Linked DNA regions of Sus scrofa: region 2 is linked to region 1. Evidence: chromatin contacts called from public Hi-C data. All regions are on one chromosome and are shown on one strand. Each heading gives the region's core, a stretch centred on a gene start, on an enhancer-like site or on the middle of the called end of the contact. The rest is flanking DNA. Distances are from core to core; before and after follow the strand shown.

Region 1 (3,968 bases), core at 473-2,972:
AGATCCTTAACCCACTGAGTGAGGCCAGGGATTGAACCTACATCTTCATGGATACTAGCTGGGTTTGTTACCACTGAGCCACAACAGAAATTCCTCATTGGACAATTATTGAATGCCCAGTATGTCCCAGGCAGAAAGCTATGAACAACACAGATAAATCCCAGCCCTCATAGAATGTTCTAATGCCTTCCAGAGGGCCTTAGGAGCTATGCTGTCTTCCTGGTAATTTCTCTGTATTTATAAAGCTTGTGGACTTATGTTTATAATTTCTTATTTATATTGTACAGGGTGAGGGTTACAGAAAGGGAGGAAAACTTCATTTCATTGGTGATAATCATCTTTTTCTGTTTTTAATCTTTTTCCTGGTGGCGGGAGAGTCATTTCCTATTCCCTTTTGTTTCCCTCTTCCTGTTGATTCTCTAAAGACCTCTATACCCACTGGATCCTCTGCTCCCTTTGCAGTGTGTTCTGATACCAGGTGTATCCTAATAGACTTAAGACGTGCTGGACAGTGTTAAAAATCCCTACGCACACCACGCATTGCATCCTCCCGCAACCCGGGGAGCCACAACGGTTGTGTACCATAAGAACAGATTTTTCTCAAATGAGTTAACGTCAAATCTTTATTTCAATCCCTGAATTTCTACTCTATGATGTTTTGAGTTCTAAATATTCAGAATAGATTCAGTTAGTATTTAGTCTTAACTGCGTCTTACGGGCCTGGTGCCTCAGTAATGTGCAACAGTTGGAGGCAAAAATAAGGCTGGCTAAGGTGGCATTCAATATCACAAATGACCTCGGTATCAGAATTTTCACCACAGTGAGGAGGTACACAATCCGAGTTTGTGTGTGTGTGTGTGTGTGTGTGTGTGTGTATTTTTTTTTTTTCTTCTTTTTACTGCTGCACATGTGGCATATGGGAGTTCCTGGGCTAGGGGCTGAATCTGAGCCAAAGCTGCAGGTCACAGCCACAGCAACACTGGATCCAAGCCACATCTGTGACCTAAGCGGCAGCTTGTGGCAACATTGGGTCCTCAGCCCGCTGAGCCACAGTGGGAACTCCTCAAATATTTGACTTCAGGAATACCTCCTGGAGTTCCCGTCGTGGCGCAGTGGTTAACGAATCCGACTAGGAACCATGAGGTTGCGGGTTCGGTCCCTGCCCTTGCTCAGTGGGTTAACGATCTGGCGTTGCCGTGAGCTGTGGTGTAGGTTGCAGACGCGGCTCGGATCCCGCGTTGCTGTGGTTCTGGCGTAGGCCGGTGGCTACAGCTCCGATTGGACCCCTAGCCTGGGAACCTCCATATGCCGCTGGAGTGGCCCAAAGAAATAGCAAAAAGACAAAAAAAAAAAAAAAAAAAAGAATACCTCCTGATAGCCAGATCAAGTTGGAGTTCATGCTTCAGGAATGCCCTCTGCGCCACAAACATAGCAAGTACTGGATAAAACAAACAAGCAAACAAAGGGGAAGAAAGCATGGTCAGGCTTAAGTATCAGACCAGCAATTTTGAGGCTCCAAGCTGGCACAGAAGCACAAACCAGGCCAGAAGAGGTGGGTGGACATGCTGGGATTTGGGTGCAGAGGCCGTTAGTGGTGGCAAATGAGTCAAGAGTGTTCCTTGTGAGATGGGGAGGCAGAGGCAGGCTCACTGACTGAAGCCCAGGGCTAGGATGGTATTCATTTCTCATCCTCCGCCCTCCTGGGAGGAGGCTGGAAATAAACCTGCTGCCAAATGCTGAAGGAGCAATGGCTCATATCCAGCTCCAGGCTGGGGAGAGGGATGAGACACAGCCTTGTGACCAAGAGCTGAGTCAAGATTCCCCCACCTAGTCTGGATGAGCCACAGCCCAGGGGCTCTGCAGGCCAGGCCCTCTAACTGCCTGTATGAGATTTGGATCGGGGACCCCCAAAGCTCCTAAATAGGTCAATTGAATGTGGAGGTAAAAATAAAGGAGAAATGAGAGAGAGAGAGAACTAAAACATACCACCTCATATTCCAAATGAGACTATAAGCCAAATAAATTTTTTTTTTTTTTTTTTTTTTTTAGCTTTTTAGGACAGCACCTGTACCATATGGAAGTTTCCAGGTTAGGAACTGAATCGGAGCTACAGCTGCAGCCTATGCCACAGCCACAGCAGCGTCGGAACTGAGGAGTGTCTGCGACCTACACCCCAGCACATGGCAACACTGATTCCTTAATCCACTGAGCGAGGCCAGGGATCAAACCCAATTCTCCAAGGATATTAGCCGGGTTCATTACTGCTGAACCACCATGGGAACTCGGGAGGGCTTTGAGTTTTGATGGCGTTTTGGTTATATTGCTGAAACTTGGCCTCTGTCCACCAGTGCTGAATTGAAATACGGAAACAGAGTTTTGGGCAAAGGCCAGGCAAAGGAGGCCATAGCAGGCTAATGCCCTAAAGACTGTGCCCTCCCTTGGGAAAGATTAAGAAGGGGTTTCAGGGAGTTCCCGTTGTGGCTCAGTGGTTAACAAACCTGACTAGCATCCATGAGGATGCGGGTTCAATCCCTGGCCTTGTTCAGTGGGTTAAGGATCCGGCGTTGCTGTGAGCTGGGGTGTAGGTTGCAGATGTGACTCGAATCCCAAGTTGCTGTGGCTCTGGTGTAGGCCTGTGACTACAGCTCCGATTCACCCCTGGCCTGGGAACCTCCATATGCCGTGGGTGTGGTCCTAAAAAGACAAAAAAAAAAAAAAAAAAAAAAAAAAGAAGTGGTTTTATAGTTTAGGAGTAGAAAATACTGTCACAGACAAGGATCGGGGTAGATGTAAGCTTTCAGTCTTCTTCAAAGTTGGTGTTTAGTGGCCCCAGGACTGGTTCTGGTGGTCCTCCTATCTGGTTTCATTTGTTGGGCTTTTAGTTCTGCAGAAGAACCCGAAGATATTATTATGTATATTCCTTGAAGCAGAACAAGGAGCCTGTCCCAAGGCTGCAGTATTTACTATCTCTTAATCACTCCTCTCTGGTCTCCACATCCCCTCCCTTCCCTGATTAGCAGCTGTTTGAATCTGCCCTTTGGAACTCAGGGAAGGTCGTGGAGGCTGAGTCTCATTCCCTAAAAACAAGAAATGGGGGACAGAGGAAGGTTTGTGTGCCCAGGAGCCCCACAGGGTTCTGCCCAGTTTCGATTATATGTCCTTAATTTCTAAATTACCGTAATTAATTATAGAGCACAATTTAAAAAGCCCAGTAAAGAGACTAAAGAGAGAAAAAAAGAGAAATGAACCAACAAGAATGGGAGAAAAGATGCAGAGACCGATTCCAAAAGCATTTCGGAAGCTGGAGAGAGGAATGAGTGGGAAGTCGTTAGTAAACCAGCCAGAACTTCAAGTCTTTATGGTCCCAGAAAGCTGGAGAAACACCTGGTTCACCCTGAGAACGTGCTACGTCTCAAGAACTGGCAGTTCCAGGAACCGCTGGCCCTGGAGAAAAAGTAGATGCTAAACCAAAAGGAATGTGTGAAAGCTGAGAAACAGTTACGCCTCGAACTTCTCTCCCACCCAAGGTGCTAGACAACTGCCCCTCTCATCCGAGGAATATTGTGAAATGATAAAACAGACCTATGTGCCCACGTGGCTCAGGCAGGGTTAAGGGTGGGACCACCCCACCAAAAGTGACCACATGCATAAAGAATATGGAATGCTGAGACTCCCAGTCCCTTTCCTCTTGGCTCTCAGAATGCTGGTGCTAGAAAGGGATTTGGAAGATTCTTCTATGAGGAATAGGATCGGTCCAAGAGGAAAATCCTAAAGGTACAGACACGGCAGGGCCGGGGTGGGATGGGGGTGGGGCAGTGCTGTTCCCCAAAAAGTGGCCTACTTGGATCACCAAAGAAAAAAACTCCTAAATCATCACTGTCAGGGTCTGTGCACTCAGGCTGGAAGAAGAATTTCCAGATTCAAGGCAAGGTGAAGAGAAGACAAATTTATTGAGGCGAGGCACTGCT
Region 2 (4,266 bases), core at 513-3,012, 220 kb before region 1:
GGGTTAGACTAGACCCCTGTCCCTCACTTCCTCCTTTCCTAGACTGTCTAAATACAACTGACCCTTAAACAAATGGGTTAGAACTGTACAGATCCACTTCTGTGAATATTTTTCAGTAATAAATACTACAGTACTACACAATCCCTGCAGTTTGAATCTGTACATGTGGAACCACAGATTCTAGGATCTGTGAATACAGAAGGCTGACACTAACTTATAGGTGGATTCTGGGCTGCAAAGAGGGTTGGCATCCCTAACCACACCATTGTTCAGGGGTCAAGTGTACTTCCCAGGGTCCTTTCCAACCAGAACCCTGATGTGTGCATCTCTTTTTCACAGGAGAATGTGATTCGAGAATTCAACTTGAATGAGCTGTATCATCGGGCCAAGAAGGTGTCAAAGGCTGGTGATAATATTCCCGAGGAGGAGCCTATAGCCCAAACGCCCACTGCAGCGCCAGATCAGGAGAGCAAGAAAGACAAATAAGATCCCTGCTCTCAGTGCTTCCTCTCCTGTCAATCCCAGGCACCTCTGAGGCTCTGCCCTTTCTGTAACCACAAGCCTGGCCTGAGGCCTTGGACTTTAATTTATGTTTTTCCTGTTTGGCTACGTCTAGGTGGGGCAGGGTATTGCTTCTGATTTTTAAGAGGCATCCAGGTATGACAGGTATCCTTCAGGAAGGCCTCCACTCCAGTGGCCTGCTCTTTAACTGGAGAGAGGGAACCATCTTATGTGGTGGCGGAGGAAATGCTTTCCCACCAAGCTTGGGCGCTCACACATCTCCACCACGTCCGGTTTCATTATTCCTTTTAGCGGACCTACACAGCTGTAGATTAGATTAGATTAAAGCCTAACAACAGGCCAAGATGCAGCAGTAGTGCTAAGATTTTTTTCCCTCAAGGATTCTTACTTTAGGCCCTTCTGGCTTGGTTTGTGGCCTGCATTAAAAAGTATAAGCCTGTCACTGGTCCCAAGGAGAAACCTTTAACCTCAGAGTTTTCGTATGGAATAATCTCCCTATTTTATGGAGATTGCGAAGAAGAGGAATAGAAGTTTGAGACATCCGGTGGGGCCTGGAGGAGAAAGCCCCTACCATGGTTGGAGTTCACTTACCTTCCTACCTCCTCCCCACTGCCAGTTGATGTTTTTCCATAATAAAGAGACTGGGATTTACTTTTGACTGTGCCTTTGTGTGTGATTCATGTGTTAGAGATGCCAAGCTACTGCGGAGGAATTATCCATCTCCTTAATTTCAAAGGCCATCCTGGTTAGTTTCATGCATTGGTCCCCAGGATTGTGGAGTGGAGGTTTAGTTTTCACAACCCCAGGGTTAGACTGCGGACTTCGTTTGGGTTTGGCTCGCGAGTCCCAGGAAGGAGATTTTGGGAAGGGACGGGGTCAAGGTGCACACAATTCAGCTGGTCGCACAGTTCGGAAAAGCGGAAGAGCCAGGCTTGCTTTCAGAGCTACCTGGCCCCTCCGCCCCTCCGCCCGTCCCCCCATCACCGGTGGTTCGGTCTGGTGCGCCCCGTGACTCCCCCGCGACTGCGCGCAGAGTAGCTCTGCCCAAGAGGCCCCGCCTCCAGGCCACGTGCGCGCCCCCGCCACGCTGCTGCCGCTTAAGGGAGGTTTTGTTCTGGAGGCCGAGTTTCTGGCCTGCGGTTTGGATCTCGGAGTTTGGCTGGCCTCTCTTGCCGGTGGCCGCGACTCCACCCTAGTACCTCCCCCGGTCGGCTCGATTCCCAGCCCGGCTCCAGGCGCCATGGCATCCCGCGGGAGGAAGCGGAAGGCCGAGACGGCGCTGGGCGCGGCGGCCGAGAAGCAGGAGACGCCGGCTAGCGGCCGGAAGGGAATGGAGGAGGCCAGCGTCGTTATTGAGCATTGGTGAGGGGCCTAGGGCGTAATGGAGGCGGGCGAGGACCCCCTAGACCGAGGGCCCCAGTCTCTGACCTTCCTCATCTCTTACTAGCACGAGCTGACGCGTCTATGGGCGCAACGCTGCGGCCCTGAGCCAGGCGCTGCGCGTGGAGGCCCCGGAGCTTCCAGTGAGGGTGAATCCTACCAAGCCCCGGAGGGGCAGCTTCGAGGTGACGCTGATGCGCCCCGACGGTAGCAGTGAGTGAGGGCCCGGGTCTGGGTGCGGGCCGTGGGTGGAAGGCGGGGAAGCGCTGGTCTCAAACCGTCGCCACCTGGTGATTCCGGGGGGAGGCTGTAGTAATTCTGCTTTACGTGGTTCTTTCCCAGGTGCGGAGCTCTGGACTGGAATTAAGAAGGGGCCCCCGCGCAAACTTAAGTTCCCTGAGCCTCAAGAGGTGGTGGAGGAGCTGAAGAAGTACCTCTCGTAGGGTGGTTTGGGCAGAGGTCCTCACGCCGAGGTTTGAAGTGGGAGTTGGGGGAGAGTGGATTGATGTTAGTGTGGCGAAGTAGCTCTGTCTGTTGCTTCTTATTTCACACGGGACCTGCTAGAGGATTTTCTCTAGTGGGAATACCGCGTCTCCTTTTACTGTTGGGAAAAACTGAAAAAAATTATAATTACCTAGTGTGCCCTTAGCTTAACTCTGTGTTTCATTTCATTGTTTTTGACCTACGTCGTGGAATACCCATGGTAATGTAGATGATTCTTTACAGAAATGCAAGTTGTGTCCTCAGAGGATGCAGTTGTTACCCTTGGTGTACAGATTAGTTTTATATGGGTTGAAAAACCCATTTTCTTGAATGAATGAATGAATGGATGAATGAAAAAATAAATGTTAACATCCAAAAAAAACCAACAAAACTCTCATTTTCTTGTAAATTCCACTGTTTTCCCCCATTTATTGTGTGAGTTGTGATTTTTTCCCCCCTCTTTCATGGCCAAATTTTGTGTAACTCCTGCCCTCTTGTGTTTTTTTGTTACTGGTATGTTCTGTTACGGCCCCACGTGATAACCCTACACTGTAGCACTCTCACTCCTGGTCCCAGGACTTGACCCTGCCTTTCACCCTAATGCTTCATACAGTGCATGTGGTCAGCCACTTGATATGTTGAGTGAGATGTGGGTGCAAGATGCAGTGATTTAGCTGTCATGGCTTTGTGGGTTCAGGGGTGGAGAGCTGGCCATGTAATTGCCTTGATCCTTTCTCTAACTACTTTTTCCTCTCATTTTCACAGCCTTCTGACCCTGGTGATGTTGGAGCATTTATGACGGGACATGGCCAAACTTCAGTCATGTGCCTGAAGCTGTGGTTTCTTCCCCTCCAGAAATGATGGTTCAGTCGTGAGGCATTCCTCTAGTAAGGCATTGAAAAGTTCTTGGATTTGGTTTAATAAAAATTAAAATATTTTGGTTGATATAAAGTATGATAAATGAAGTAAAACTTAATCTTAATGGTAAGGGATGCACCAAACCAACCTATGGGATTGGTCTGCCTTGTGTTTTACATAGCCTAGGGTCACCACTTAACCTGGAACTCAATTCCTGTGGTCCCTGCTAGAACACATGGGAGAACTGTAAAACCATAGGGGGAAAGTAAGTATTTTTTTTTTAAAAGCAACGCTGTTTTTTTTTTTTTTTTTTTTTTTTTTTTTTTTAACCTTACTTCTTGGAAGTGATGGTGGAGTACCTCATCCTGGCCCCTGTGGAGGTCTTGGCTAGACTTGCCAGACTGGCAGTGACGAAGCCACACACATTAGGTACTGGATAGTGTTCCGCCCCACTTAGTGTTTTATCCCAGTGCTGCCTCACATCTTCTGAAACATTTCCTCTCCTACAAAACGCTGACCCTGGAGGATGGCCTTTTGCAGCTTTTCCTGAGTTAGTGGTTAGATGCCTTATAACCTGAAAGATAAAGCTTTGGCCGTTACCTGTGACCTAATGGAGCTGGTGACCACAAAGTTTATTGTTTCAGTTGTTTGTCACTAAGTGGGAAATGGATTATAAAGAAGCAAAGTGGTTCAAATTCATAATTTTTGACCTGTGGAGCTATTTCCGCCTGGCTCCGAAAGGCCAGGTTGGGGGCAGGGGGGCGAGCTAGGGGCACACCTGCCTCTTGTGGGCACAGGGTCTGTGCTAGCTTGTCAGCATACCTTTCGTGGAGGCAACATCCCCACCCTCCCAGCACCTCCACTCTGCCCTTGCCATTCCACTACGTTAGAATGTCCACCTCTGTTTCTGACTCTGAGGAAGGGTCGGGCCATACAGAGGGAATACTCGTGGGCACAGTCCCCTCTGAGGTCCAGTCTACCACATCAATCTCTTCCTCTTCAGGGCTGGCAGGAGGTGGACCC

The links. Hi-C and Micro-C count contacts between places; a contact is called where the count stands out from the background.
Region 2: a Hi-C map of embryonic fibroblasts shows a contact between it and region 1, with 2.6 times the contacts expected there. The contact joins the promoter of SELENOH here to the enhancer-like site in region 1. A contact is called at or near these places in 5 of 47 Hi-C or Micro-C datasets (embryonic fibroblasts, epiblast stem cells, heart right ventricle and 2 more) and 1 of 2 datasets of contacts at active chromatin or transcription factors (skeletal muscle).

The regions. Positions count from the first base shown.
Region 1 is chr2:13,011,060-13,015,027 of Sscrofa11.1, reverse strand. No RefSeq gene overlaps it. Among named protein-coding and RNA genes, the nearest start is that of LDHB, 23 kb to the right of the region's middle. Within about 2 kb of position 1,722, at least 17 of the 83 cell types and tissues checked have an H3K27ac peak or open chromatin away from gene starts, as enhancers often do. A contact at or near this core is called in embryonic fibroblasts and skeletal muscle, where this site is marked.
Region 2 is chr2:13,227,375-13,231,640 of Sscrofa11.1, reverse strand. It overlaps SELENOH (selenoprotein H), which reads left to right and starts at 1,762. Exons shown (of 3, transcript NM_001184948.1): 1 at 1,762-1,884; 2 at 1,970-2,115; 3 at 2,245-2,345. The coding sequence starts at 1,763. The coding sequence ends at 2,345. It overlaps TMX2 (thioredoxin-related transmembrane protein 2), which reads left to right. Exons shown (of 8, transcript XM_005660896.3): 8 at 340-1,178. The coding sequence ends at 486. It overlaps BTBD18 (BTB/POZ domain-containing protein 18), which reads right to left. Exons shown (of 4, transcript XM_021083027.1): 4 at 3,854-4,266. The coding sequence ends at 4,125.